Regions from separate parts of the Pan troglodytes genome. Here region 1 is linked to region 2. The links are chromatin contacts, called in public Hi-C maps. All regions are on one chromosome and are shown on one strand. The core of a region is the stretch at or near the end of the contact, and the rest is flanking DNA. Distances in the headings are between cores, read along the strand shown. Region 1 holds the start of GDNF (glial cell derived neurotrophic factor). Region 2 has its middle 36 kb from the start of OSMR.

Region 1 (6,331 bases), core at 1,558-4,057, 970 kb after region 2:
CAAAATTAGAAATATTTGCTTTAATTCTAAATTAAATTTAACATTTTCCTTTATATTACTGTTTTAAGATACTTTGTATTTTGAAAGGAATTTAATGTTTTGGAAGAGTCTTAGTCTTAGAACCTATCAAAATAGGGCTTCTTCATTTTGCTTTCAAAAAGAATCATAAGATGATTGCAACCACTGGGAAAAGATAAAGCCAATTCATTAACCTGGGAGCATCTGAAAAATCAACTCCTGAGCTCCACCCTTCAAGAGATTCTGATTTAATTGCCCTGAACAAGGCCTAGGTCTGGGACTTTTTTTTTTTTTTTTTTTTTTTTTGAGACAGAGTCCCACTGTGTCACCCAGGCTGGAGTACAGTGGTGCAATCACTACTCACTGTAATCTCCACCTCTCAAGTTCAAGCAATTCTCATGCCTCAACCTCCCAAGTAGCTGGGATTACAGGTGCCCACCAACACAACCAGCTAATTTTTCTATTTTTAGTAGAGACTGGGTTTCGCCATGTTGGCCAGGCTGATCTCAAACTCCTGACCCCAAGTGATCCACCCACCTCAGCCTCCCAAAGTGCTGGGATTACAGGTGTGAGCCACCACCACTTCCAGCCTACAGGTCTGGGTATTTTTTGAAATCTCCCCAGTGTTTCACTGGCCATGTGAAAATCAGACTCCAGGACATGAGTCTCATATATACTTCTGTTGGAGTATTTATCACTTTATACCATCAATACTCATGGGCATATCTCCCTCTCTGTAGTGGTAGTTTCTGAAGGGCTGGGAGAGGACTGTCAAAACCCAAAGTGCCTACCATTAACCCACCTCCTTCTGAGGGACCATCCGCTGTGGAGGGAATGTGGGGAGGAACTCTAGGAAGTATCTCAAGCAAAGGTGGCCAGGCTGTGTACTCTGTGATGCCAACAACCTGGACGTGAATGATTGGCCCAGAATAGGCACCTGCCCCCAGGTCTGCGGATATACAGGGTGTTTTGCAACCTGTAAGGAGACTGATACAAAGGCTCAGTCCAACTCTCACCCCTGGTGAATCCCTAGCAGGACAAACTAGATCCTTTCACTAAAGGAGTTTAAATGTGAGATCAACTGAGAGCTGAGCAGTTGGTAGCAGGAGCAGAAGCCAAAGGACACCCAGGGGAAAACAGCGAGAGAGGAGCTGAATCACCTTGGCGGCTAAGCCGTTAGTGGGGATCGGCAGATGCCTGCTGCTGAGGGGGCAGCGAGATAACCCAGTCACAGAGCTGTATCCTGAATGACCTTCCAGTTCCTGAACTTCAATCCAGTTTTCGTGAGGCCTGGCTGGGTGGCCTTTCCGGAAGGCTTTTCGGAGACATGTGGCGGAATGGTGGAGATTCCGGTCAGCCTTCCTTCCACAGTAAATTCCCATTACTGAGGGTAAACCTCAGTGGTATCTGTTCCTTGCAACCCCTGCCCCCCGCCCAAAAAAAAAAAGCCCAATCAGCACAATGCCCAGGGCCTAGCACTTTGCCTGGCACACAGCAAGTGCTAGATATTTGCAGGTGCTTGGACGGGCTGATCATCCCCAGCAAAAAGCCCTCTAAAAATAAAGAAATCATTCAGACTAAGAACATTGATGAGGGTCGTCTTCAAATTCCAAAAACAATGCTAAACGGCAATAAATATATTAAGCTTATTCTGCCCTCTAATTTCTGAATCTAACTACATTTCTACCATAAATCTATCAAAGAGGGAAATGTCATTTTCTGCAGAACTGCAGAGAGCATCCTAATTTCAGCTAAGGTATGTTTGGATGACTCGATTTTCACTTCGCTTAATCTTAAATCACAGCAACGTTAGTAAGAACAATTTTCCTCCCACACTCGCTTCACTGACAAACCTGCAAAGTAGCTGATCTTTGACTTTTAAGAAGTTTAATAATACATGATCTTCCCCCCACACTGCCACACGCATTTCCCCTGCCTATTGTCTGTATCAGCTACTTGAAGAACACATACTCCCCAACAACCGGATGAGTCATAAAATAAGAGGTACATGGACGTAAACTGAGCCTGTTTACACTTTCCCTGGCCCCAGCTAATAAAATAAAAGAGGTCCCACTGAATTCAGGTCCAATGGCTTCCAGAAAACAGGTTTCTGCTTAGCAAAGACATGCCCTATTTAGTACATTATTTTAGAGGTACAGCCAATTCCATGCCCCATGTGAATGAAATGTATTTATGGTTATAGCCATGCACAGGGTGTGTAAGGACTTGCCCTCCTCCTGTCCTCTACAAAAGAAGGCTCAGGCAGCTTCTGGTGGTGAACTAACCAACAAAAGGAATGCCCAGAAGGTCTCACCTCTCCCATCCACAGAGCTCTGGAATGGGGGCCGGGCCCCTGATCGCTGGAAACTCAGCACCCAAGTGGGCGCTTGCTGAAGTTTCCCATCTGCATTTTCGAAAATCTGGATAAAAGCAGGTTTAACTCAACCTCCCCTAACCCGTTCCTGATAAAGTGATCTTACGCCTCTGGAATTGGGATTTTGAATGTATGTGCCTACCCCATGTCTGGTATTAGATTACAACAGCATGAAAATGGAGCCTAGGACTGAGGAGCCGGCCAGCCTCAGAAGCCTTCTTCATTGCCTGCCATGTAATACATGATATGCAAAGCCTCTGACTTCAGCCAGCAGATATTTGGAGACCGTGTTGGCCTTAGCATGGGGACTAAACTAATGTGTGTTTAGGTCAGAAAGCGAATCAGAAAAGCCACTGGAGGGCACGTCACGGAGTGAGAGCCCTATAAATTCATCCCCACTCGCAGCGTCCCCTGGCAAATACTCGGCTTCCCTCACCCGGCCGCTCCGCACCTCTCCTTCTCGGTGCTAGAACTCCGGCCGGCAGCTCCTTTTCTCGCCACTGCCTCCTGCCCTGCGGAGAAGCGAGAGGGCGAGACACCCGAGCGGGAAGGCCGGCCTTCGACAGGCGCGAGGAAAGCCCAGAGCTGCCCTGCACCGGCAGAGCGCCACCCTCCCAGTGCGGCGCGCGGGGGCAAAGCCCGGCGCGGGCGCCGCGGTCAAGTTCGGATTGCCCCTTTCGGCTGGCCCGCGCAGAGCGCCGCACATTCCTCTCGATTTCTGATCCACCCGGAGAGGAGAAGGCGCTAGCCCCGCGGCGTCTCCACGCTCTCAGCGCTCTCCCTGCAGCCCAGGGAGGGGCGCCTCGCGTCGCCCACTCGCACCCCGGCCCCCCGCCTCGGGAACTCCAGGGCCTCCTCGCTGCTCCCCTCTCCTCCCCCACCGCCAGGCCCAGCCGACGCCTCCCGACCCCTCCCTCCCGGGGCCCCGCGCCTCCCCTCCCCCACCCCGGACCCCGGCCCCCCAGCCCGGGCTCTAGAAGACCAGCCTGCGCTCCTGGCGCCCTCATGTCTTCACGGGACTCCCCGCGCCGGTTGACGTGGTGTCTCGTTCGGATCTCCAGGCAAGACCTCAGCTCCGGCAGCAGCATCAGACAAGCCAGTCTCGTGCTCCCAGGCAGTGCGCCCAGAGGAGGCGCAGAGCGCGGCAGCTGCCGCTGAGCCGCCCGCAGCGCCCCGGGCCCGCGCAGCTCCAGCCAAGAGCGCGGCGCGCGCAGCCCTGTCAGCCCCCCACCCAAAGCAGCGGCGGCTGCTCGGACCTCGGCTTCTGGGGGTGCGGGGGCCCGGCGGGAGAGTTGCCGGCAGCCCTCGCCCTGTTGGCGGCGGCGGCGGCGGGAGTCTTGGCCGCCGCCTCCAGCGCGCCCTTTCTGCCCCGCGCGACCCCAGGATTGCGAACTCTTGCCCCTGACCTGTTGGGCGGGGCTCCGCGCTCCAGCCATCAGCCCGGATGGGTCTCCTGGCTGGGACTTGGGGCACCTGGAGTTAATGTCCAACCTGGGGTCTGCGGAGACCCGATCCGAGGTAAGTGAGGGAGCGGGCCGGGGAGCAGGGAGCGGGTGGTGCCTGCGTCGCGGGTGGGTGCGGCTGGCTGAAGGGCGCCCTAGTCAGAGGGGTGCGTCTGGACCCCAGAGCAAACGGTGAGAGTAGAAAGTGGAAAGACTAGAGGGAGTTCCCTAAGCTATGCGAGGAGAGAGAAAAGTAGAACCGGAGGGAGGCCGGCCTTTCGGAGGGGCATGTTGCCTTTTCCACGTGGGCAAAGATCTGTGGAGCCCCAGATGCGCCTGGACCCGGAATGCCCAAGAGGGGCAGTTTCCTTCCCCGACTCGGCCAGGCGCTCTTCCGTCAAGTCACAGAACGATTCAGGGCTTGGGTCATCTTCGAACCCACCGCCGTCGAAATGTGTCCTCTCTGGACGTGCAGAGATACTATCATTGCCAAGAGTGCAACTTACTATTGAGCTTGTTTTGATCTGTGCCAAGGAAAAGCGCAGGCCGGGGGAGGGGCTGCTGCAAAGGTGCTGAGAACCTAAAAATGGAGGGCTCACCTCCTCCGGGCGAGGTGGGGCAAAGCTACATTCCTCACCCGGCTGCCTGCACGTTCCTAACGCCCTCCACCCCAACTAACCATCCCCGTCGAGGTTAGGAGAGGGGCTTTCTTGCCAGTCCTGGATTCAAATCTCTGTCTCGAACGTATTCTTGAGACTCCACTAGGCCATTGAGGTTATTATTTTAATGACCCCTTTTTCTCCTGTACTCTGTGCCGCCTTCCAAAAACACCCCACCACCACTGCCACTACTTTACACCACCTCGAGGCTAATTCCGCGCTGGTGGTTTGTTTCCTGCCCCAACGAAGAAAAACGAACCCTCTTCGGGCTGGAAACGGACTTTCGCGGGTTCCCGCCAGCTTCCTGGGGCCCAGCTAGTTTCGGCTTTGGTAGAATCCGCCGCCAGGACCCTTGTGCGCGCCCCCGGGGGGCTTACCCATCCCAGAGCTCGCGACCCTTCTGCTCATAGGCGGGGACAAAGGCAACTCTTCCGGCCCCTGCTGCGGAGATGTTAGAACGCGCTCGACTCTTGCTCAGTATTTGGAATATATGCTTAGGTATTTCAAGGAAGAGATGTTTCTTCCAACCTCATTCACGCACCCAGTCCCGCAAAGCCGTCAAAGCCGGCCTCGACCAAACTCGTACTGTTTCGCTGCGCCTTCGCTTTGTCAGGGAAGGTGGCGCCTTTTCAACAAGTAACAAGTGTCCGATCTCTGGGAAGTCCGCCGTGTCCCTAGCCCTTTCCCGCTAGCAATTCGGGTGCTCTCGGGCCTGAAACCCGGCCCTTTAAACAGTCAGACCGCTTTCCCAGTTTGCCTGCGAGAAGTGTCCCAAATTCTTTTTCCTTCCCTCATCTTGGGCCCCGCAGTTATGGGGGGTTGAGGGGAGAATAAGTCCTCTGTCAGTCAAGGACACGAAGCATAGTTAAGAAAAGCAATAGATCTTCCAGCAATTTCTGTCTCTACCTCCCCCCGCCAAAAAAAAACAAAAAAAAACGAGTTTATAGCAAACCCGTCTCCCCGCCCCACCGCCTCCTTTTTCTCTCTCTGAGACCTGGATCTTGAAGGCAAAGCCCAAACAAACCTCCCAGCCTGCCAGGCACAAGAAGGTGCGGGGGCACTGACGGCGGGAGCGCTGCCTCCTGCGAAGCTGTCACGGTGACGCGTGGAAGGGGTGGGGGATGGTCTGAAAGCAGGTTGCCAAGAAACCCGCTCAGGTGAAGTGGGGAGAGGAAAACCAGCGAGAATGGAAGGGTGGGAGCCTGAAAAGCAGAGATGCCGGTAAGGACCGCCACAGGTTCCCGGGCTAATGGGATTTCGGGAGGCTCGTAGAGGCAGTGGTGGTTCTCCGGTTTTATAACCAAAATGATAACACAGCCTCCGGGCCGCGTGGGCGCGACACGGCTCAGACGGTTTCTGGTGCCCCCTGCTGCCGGGAACTCAGAAGTGCCTCGCGGCGAGCGGCTGCTTCTGCGAGCACTTCTGTGGCTTTCCTGGGCGTCCTTGCCTCCCCAGGCCTGGGGACCCACCAGGTGCCGGCGCCCACGGCCTGCTGCTTTTGCCCTGCCGGGGCGTGGTGGTCCCGGACCCAGAAGGGGACCAGCTTGCCAGGCACGAGAAATGGTGCGCGGTCACCTGGCAGAGCAGAGCCCCCGTCACTTGAGGAGCAGAGCTTGGTTCTCGCACGTGGCGGCGCGTGAAGCAGTTTGCACCGCGGGCAAAGGCCCATGGTTGAGGAGAAACGCGTCGGGCAGATGTAGATGTGTTTTGGGAAAGCGATAGAGAGACAAACTGAGAAGCCGAGGGGTGGAGCCCACACGGACTCTAAGAAAAACGTCCTAGTAGACGCTGTGTGTGCCGAGTCCCCCAACCTCCCCCCTTTTCCCCCGCCCAGCAAA
Region 2 (7,150 bases), core at 1,105-3,604:
TTTTCACCTACAAAGGGTTGTTCCAAAATCAGAAGATCTCAGGAATTGCTATTACTATTACATGAGTACAGTGAATTGCTATTGCAATTCCAGTGAAGTTTGTATTTCTGGTGTGCTTAGTACAAAACATTGCAATCAGACCTGAAAGCAAATGCTATAGAATACAGCAGTCAAAAAAGTCTTTGGTCTTTAGTATGGCTATCCATGTCTTCTTATCCATAAAGAATTTGTAATAATTTTTCAGAACAAAGACTCTTGATCCAATTCAGATGAGAATGTGTGATTATACAAATATGGGTGCAGGATGAACATAAAAAATAGGAAGATGTAGACTACTCTGCTCTCAAATCAAATTAATATTCCTTTTTTTGCAGTTTAATTAGGCATAAATAAAAAGCCACGTGAAGCCTGGAGATACTGGACATAGCAGATTTGTCAAGCCATTTTTCCCACCACCAGTGCCTGAGCACGACCTCATTTATCTTGGTCAATGAAGCTCAAGGAAGCATTGCACTTTGGCTTCCGCTTTAAGTTTTGTATGTTGATATGTATCCCATGTCTTCTAACAATAAAGTGCTATTTCACTGACATTAATCACTGTCAAAGTCTTTCTGGTAAATTCCTTAGGCACTCGCCTTGCGGGAAAAGGCATCGGTTTGCCATATCCTAAGAAATGGGCTGTTCATAATGTTGTGTTGTAACTTGATTCTTGTGAGGCATTGGTTGAATAGAATAATAGACCAGAGTCAATGACGATACACAGAGGCTAGCCCTTCAAAGATGGCTCCAAAAATTAATTCTTGTTTTTATTTGCCTATAGTGTCAGTTCAATTGACTAATAATATGACTCTTGGTCATATTACTATGATTAAGAAAAGGTACCAGTTTTCAAATAGTCTAGGTGTTTAATCTAAAATTACATAACAGTTTCTTGCTGTTTGGGAGTATAGGGTAGCCAGGCAGGATCCTTGCACTTAAGAAACTTAAAATGTAATACATGAAAAAGCAAGTGAACAAAAAAAACCTTGGTTATCAATTGGTCAACTGCATTAATTGAGCATCCATTTGAGATAGAGCAGTGGTCTTCAAACTTTTTTGAATGCTTTTCTCCTAAAAGAATTTTTTTTTATTATTATTATACTTTAAGCTCTAGGGTACATGTGCACCACATGCAGGTTTGTTACATATGTATACATGTGCCATGTTGGTGTGCTGCACCTCCTAAAAGAATTTTTAAAAGCTGGACACCTGCTCCTATTTCTGCTGCCAATGTGAAGGTATCAAAAAGAAATTGCCATTGGGGGCTGCTACGCAGGCACAATACGCTATGCTAATTAACGAAGACCGCTTCAGGTAGGATCAAAAAACATGACTGGTTTATTAGGATGCTAGTTTTAGACGGAGTCTCACTCTGTTGCCCAGGCTGCAGTGCAGTGGCACGATCTCGGTTCACTGCAACCTCCGCCTCCCGGGTTCAAGCGATTCCCCTGCCTCAGCCTCCTGAGTAGCTGGGATTACAGGCGCCTGTCACCATGCCAGGCTAATTTTTATATGTTTTTCGTAGAGATGGGGTTTCACCATGTTGGCCAGGTTGGTCTCGAACTCCTGACCTCAGGTGATCCGCCCGCCTCGGCCTCCTAAAGTGCTGGGATTACAGGCGTGAGGCACCGTGCCCGGCCGGGTGTGCTGCATTTTCAGCACGTACACCAAGTGTCTCCTCATGGGGCTAATGTGTGGGAGCAGGGAAGCCACAGTTCACTTTCCAGAACCCAAAAGGGGCAAAGTGACATCATAAAATTGTCAGAATGTCCCTTGACACAACCGTACTTGTTTGTCTGCAGCACCGTGTCCTTGGTGAGCCCCTCTTCCCTTCTGGACATGAAGACATCGCCCAGAAGTAACTCTTTAACTTAAGATATCTTTAACGTAAGATAGAATCAAGTTCTTTTTGAAGCAAAAACTGCATAGTCACAGCTATTACTAGAAAAAAAAAAAAAAAAAAACAAGTTCAGAGAATCAAGCACTTGTCCTCGTAAGTTTTGATTACTATTGCCTTTGGGTCAGATTCTCTCATTAGAGTCAAATAAATGTTTTCCATCATGACCAAAAAATGTTTTATACAAATTCCATTTCCCAGAACTCTGTGAATGAAATGGAAACCCCCTTTTCTGGTTGTGGAAAAAAACCAATCCAAAACAAACCCCACAACCTCCCAGCTCCATCTTTCTTAAGTACCCCCTGTTTTTGCTAGGTGGCGCCATAGGCTAATGCATGGGTCTTCCTCGGCTTCCCGGGCGGCCGCCTTCTGTGAGGCAGGAACAAAGGCCTTTGCGGTTCCCTTGGAGTTTAAGATCAGACCAGCCCACAGGAGATGAGATCCGTTTGCCAAGACTCGCCTCTGTCGTGTTAGGAGCTGCCCCCTCCCCTCTCCTGATTGATCACAGCTGGTAGTGAGGGGATTCTTGGCCATGTGCTTTAGCCGTTCTTGAGGGAAATTCTGGGGGATCTTAAACTTGATCCTAAATATTGCGTTTCTCTCTATCTAAGTCTCCTAAAAATTGTTCATGTATTTGGGGAGGAAGGCTCACGCTCATATTGAAGAGTGAAAGGAAGGGGACAATAATTCAAAGGTTTGCACCAACTCCCTCCCAATCCCCTGCACAAGGTTAATGTGTGGGGAAATCCCTGTCCTTCCTGAGAGCCCTGATGTTTCCCAGTCTGGCAGGGGCCAGGACAACCTTTCTCCATCCTGCAGGTCACAGAGCCAGCTTGTTGTGGAGGAACAGGAGGCCCTGTTGTAGGAGGGGTGGCACAGGTCCCACAAGCCCTATGGGGTTTGGAGGACACCCAGGCGCCTACTGACTTAGCAAGAGAATCCCCTTTCCCACCCTGCTAGAGGCCTGAAGCTCCAAATTACTGACTTCTTTGCCTTAAAGCATTAGAGACTCCCCGAACACAAATATGACAGAAAAGCTTTACTTGGAAATGTTGGAGGATGAATTGCAAAATGGCACTGCTCGGAGAGATCCCCAGGGAGGAGCTGGTCGTGGACCGGGCGGGGCGGCGAGGGCTGCAGGGAGCAAGAGCAGAACACTGGAGTGGAGGCGACTTCACTGCCTTCGCGCCTCCAGGAGGAACCACGGCTTCCTTCTGCCTGCAGTGTCTGCAGCCTGGGAGTCCCCCAGATCCGTGATGGCCAAGGCCGCATGCCCCGGAGAATCTGGATTTCAAATACTGTCCTGATAGCTGCCTAAACACCCACATAGTAGTCCTCCCATGGGTCCTGGTTGGGGTTCAAACACATTCCTACCCTACCCAGCCTTCCCTGAAATCCGCGTCATGCTGAGGGCAGCCCTGACAGTGGCCGCGGGTCCTTGTTGAGGACGCAAGAGGAGGAGGAGCCTCAGCCAGGTGAAAGATCGTCCATATATTCCAAGAAGGAAGCTTCATAAACATGCAAACCTGCACAGCACAGGACACACTAGTAGGAATGCTCTTAACATTGCAAGTCAGAGGACAGATTCCAGAAAATAGAAGGGAGAAAATACATAAGTAATATATAAAAGTCAAAACGGGAAGGAGAAGAGCTTTTAAAAATTGACAAAAAACATATTCATATATAGAGATTATATATTAATGTATATATGAATATATATGACATATATATAGTCACAAGAAGAAAAACACAAAAACTCCAAAATTAGAGAGAGAAGAAGCTGGGAATAAAAACATATATATCTATGGATTTTTCATGACTATATTTTGAGTTCACTTGTGATACTCATCCAAAAGATATTTATTTGAGCAATTGTAGAAATGTGTATGATGCCATGTCCATCTCAGTATCTCTGTTTCAACCTTGAGGAATCTATCAGCCCTTCCTGCATTTATCTCTGTCACGGGAACAATGCTTCTTTTGGCAGTAAACATCAGTATACTTAAGTGCCATGAGTCATATTTTCAATTTTTAATTAAATCATGGTCTAGCTAAGGTTTGATTTATTTTGGCCTGAATTAATTTAGACCCTGGTCCACATAAATTTACATAGTTTATTTAATCCAGCTCATGACTGCATAGATTGTAAAATCCCTTAGATAGCTACAGTGTAGATCGTAAAAATCACCCTCTTATCAAGCAAGGAATGGTAGAATATAATCTCTGGGGGTGGTGTTAACTTCATTCTTAAAACTAGCCTCACGAAAGAAATGTGTTGTATTCCTAAATAAAGGCTTTTATGAGATCATCTAAAGATATTGCATCCCATATGTTTTCACTCTAAAAGTTTGAATGATATGGTAAAACCTCATTAAGTGGTGCTGATGCGTGCTTTTTTCTTTCTTTCCCAGAATGGTTATAGAAGGTCATAAATCTATATAGTAAGCACCCTGCAAAAAGCTCATCTGCTGCACTCAAATATAGTAAATACTGTTTAAACAGCAGAAGTGTGAGTCATACCGGTATCATTTTCCTAGAATTCTGATAAAAAAGCATCATGGCTAATTAATGTTCCCAAGAAAGGGTCACAGCTTGCAGGAAATGAATCGGAAGGTGACAGGAAGAAAGGGTGGGGAGCTCAGAACTCTCTGGCTCAGGATTGTTGGCAAGATCCTTGTTCCTGCAGCCAGGAATTGACAGCAATCATGAGGAAGAGAATAAATCACGCTGCACATTGAAACTCAGATTTTTTTTTTTGACACGGAGTCTCACACTATCGCCCAAGCTGGAGTGCAGTGGCACGATCTCCACTCACTACAACCTCCGCCTCCTGGGTTCAAGCAATTCTCCTGCATCAGCCTCCCGAGTAGCTGGGATTACAGGCTCCCGCCACCATGCTCGGCTAATTTTTGTATTTTTATTAGAAATGGGGTTTCACCATGTTGGCCAGGCTGGTCTTGAACTCCTGACCCCGTGATCCACCCGCCTTGGCCTCCCAAAGTGCTGGGATTACAGGTGTGAGCCACCACGCCCGGCTGAAACTCAGATTTAACCAGACTGGAAATGCAGGGACAGAGAGACAGAGAGAAGATGGAGAGGAGGGAAGGATGATAGGACATGATGGCCAGAGGGTTGGGGGGTAAAGATTGGGGTTCAGGGGAAAATGGCTGACAGAACAGCATTGAAACCCCCCTCTGCTACTGATTTGGTCTGGGCCCTGCAGTTAAGTTGTTTTTGTGGGTTTGGGGTTTCATGGCACTTCTGAATGTTAAATATGATTGGATGAGCACAGCTGGCAATTCAGCATTCATGACTCAGCTGAACTTGTGACCTATAGCAGGACATCTCGTAACCCTCAGAGGAGAAAGTGAGTCAGACGCATTTTCTGCAAAAATGAAATTTGCCTTGTGGGAAGAAAGAATGCTCCTCATGCATGTGTGTTGAGTGGAGCATAGATGTTTGCCCTGCCTGCCGTCCAGGAGGTGGGGGCTGGGTGGAGGTGGGAGGAGCCGAGACCAGGCCAGCATGGAGGTTCTCAGGCTGCTTTCTTGTCTTCAGCTCATTCTTTATATTGGGTTGCACCCCCTGCATTTCCAAACAAACCATCAGGACACAAGGTCCATCAAAGGATTCTTTTTTCTCACGAATGGGTTGATGAATAGGATACATTTGCAAAGATCTGAAAATCAAATTAAATTTTCATGACATGCTTAATGAACTTATTTGTCAGACAGAAATCAGTATTCTTCCAGGAAATCTGGAAAGAGTGGGTATCATGCTTCTAGCAATTCCTGAAAATCCTCATGTATTATTAATTTTCCTGGAGGGAGGGACTATGAGAGCCATTGTTGGTTTGCAACACCAAAAGCTTAGCTTTGTCTCAAGAAGGTATACTAAAACTTCTTTCTAAAGATGCTGTTTTGATGTGCCTTATTGCACTTTTGACAGGGGTTTGGGGGTGGGGAGGAGATGACTATTGAATAATCCAGTCAAATGTCTGGTATTGCAAATCCCTAAACCTTGGGGCAATTTGGGCTGATCCCAAGGAATTGGGACACATTAGCAGAACTCTCTTCCCTACTCGGTGCCCGGCAAGGGAACCGATGATCCCATTGTGCATGCAGTGAGAAGAAAAGTTGGGTTTCAGTGAGAATCTAAGTACTGTTTGCCAATCCATCAGCAAACACTGGAAAGTCCCATTTGCATGTGATATTGTTTTTGTAAAAATGATGCCTTCACTGAATGGAAATAAGAAGTCAAGAAAACCTGAGTAATATTTACACTTTATCACGGGAGTCGAGGCTTATGCTCAAAACCCAGCTCCACAACTAACTAGCTGTTTGGGCGTGGACATATCATGTTATTTCTTCGAGTCTCAGTTTCCCAGGGGGACTGGGTTTTTTAATCAGTGCAAGCCTGCTCAGCTCTAAACCATCTTTCAAGCCTTCTAAGTTTCTTTTATTGTATTTTGGATACATCCTGGAAATGCAGGGCACGTAATTGATTTTTCCAGATCTCCCACTATTGTTTTCAGAGTATATACAGTAGATATTTTTTGGACAGGGAAGTTACTGTATCGCCTACATTTTTATGGTAAAAATGTACTTTTAATGATATGAAAAGGTCTCAACCTTTTTGAATGTACATAGGCCACAGAACCAGCCTTGGCCCTTGCAGGTTCATCTTAAAGAGTAGACATCATCACTGAAGTAGTGTTGCCAGTAATCTGACAGAAACAACACTAACCTACATCTAACTTAGATCTACGCAGAACAAAAAGGAGTTCTGGGAGGTCAAATGTGGGTAAGGATAGTTGGAGAAGGGATGGAGTTAGGCAAGAAAACCTGACAGGAGCCAGGCCAGGCCCTCCCTGAGCTGGGAGGATGTGCTTGGGTAAGCAGGCAGCCCCTTTCCTGCTGAAACCTTACTAGTGACCTCTTCTGCTCACACTGGGGCATGGAAAATGGGAAGGAATGACATTTTCTGCCTTGGTAATTGTTTGTGCATAGATGCTTTATGGCCTAGTAATCTCCTAAACAGCTGGTACCATGTCCTGTACTGAATAGAGGGAGATAATCTTCTTTTTAAATTTTGTTTGGATCCCAGCCTCTCTCACCTTTCCTGAAGTTAATATTGCAGTGCCTAAAAGGGCTCTTTTCCCAAGGATTCTGTAAAGTCTAATAGCATTACAGAGCATGGGAGGGGTGATGAAAC

What was found. Hi-C and Micro-C count contacts between places; a contact is called where the count stands out from the background.
Region 1: a contact with region 2 is called in a Hi-C map of stem cell-derived neural progenitor cells, with 2.8 times the contacts expected there. The contact joins the promoter of GDNF here to the enhancer-like site in region 2. A contact is called at or near these places in 1 of 7 Hi-C or Micro-C datasets (stem cell-derived neural progenitor cells) and 1 of 1 datasets of contacts at active chromatin or transcription factors (stem cell-derived excitatory neurons).

The regions. Positions count from the first base shown.
Region 1 is chr4:74,952,775-74,959,105 of NHGRI_mPanTro3-v2.0_pri, forward strand. GDNF (glial cell derived neurotrophic factor) reads left to right here and starts at 2,808. Exons shown (of 3, transcript XM_526944.8): 1 at 2,808-3,910.
Region 2 is chr4:73,986,332-73,993,481 of NHGRI_mPanTro3-v2.0_pri, forward strand. No RefSeq gene overlaps it. Among named protein-coding and RNA genes, the nearest start is that of OSMR, 36 kb to the left of the region's middle. Within about 2 kb of position 2,355, at least 11 of the 24 cell types and tissues checked have an H3K27ac peak or open chromatin away from gene starts, as enhancers often do. A contact at or near this core is called in stem cell-derived excitatory neurons and stem cell-derived neural progenitor cells, where this site is marked.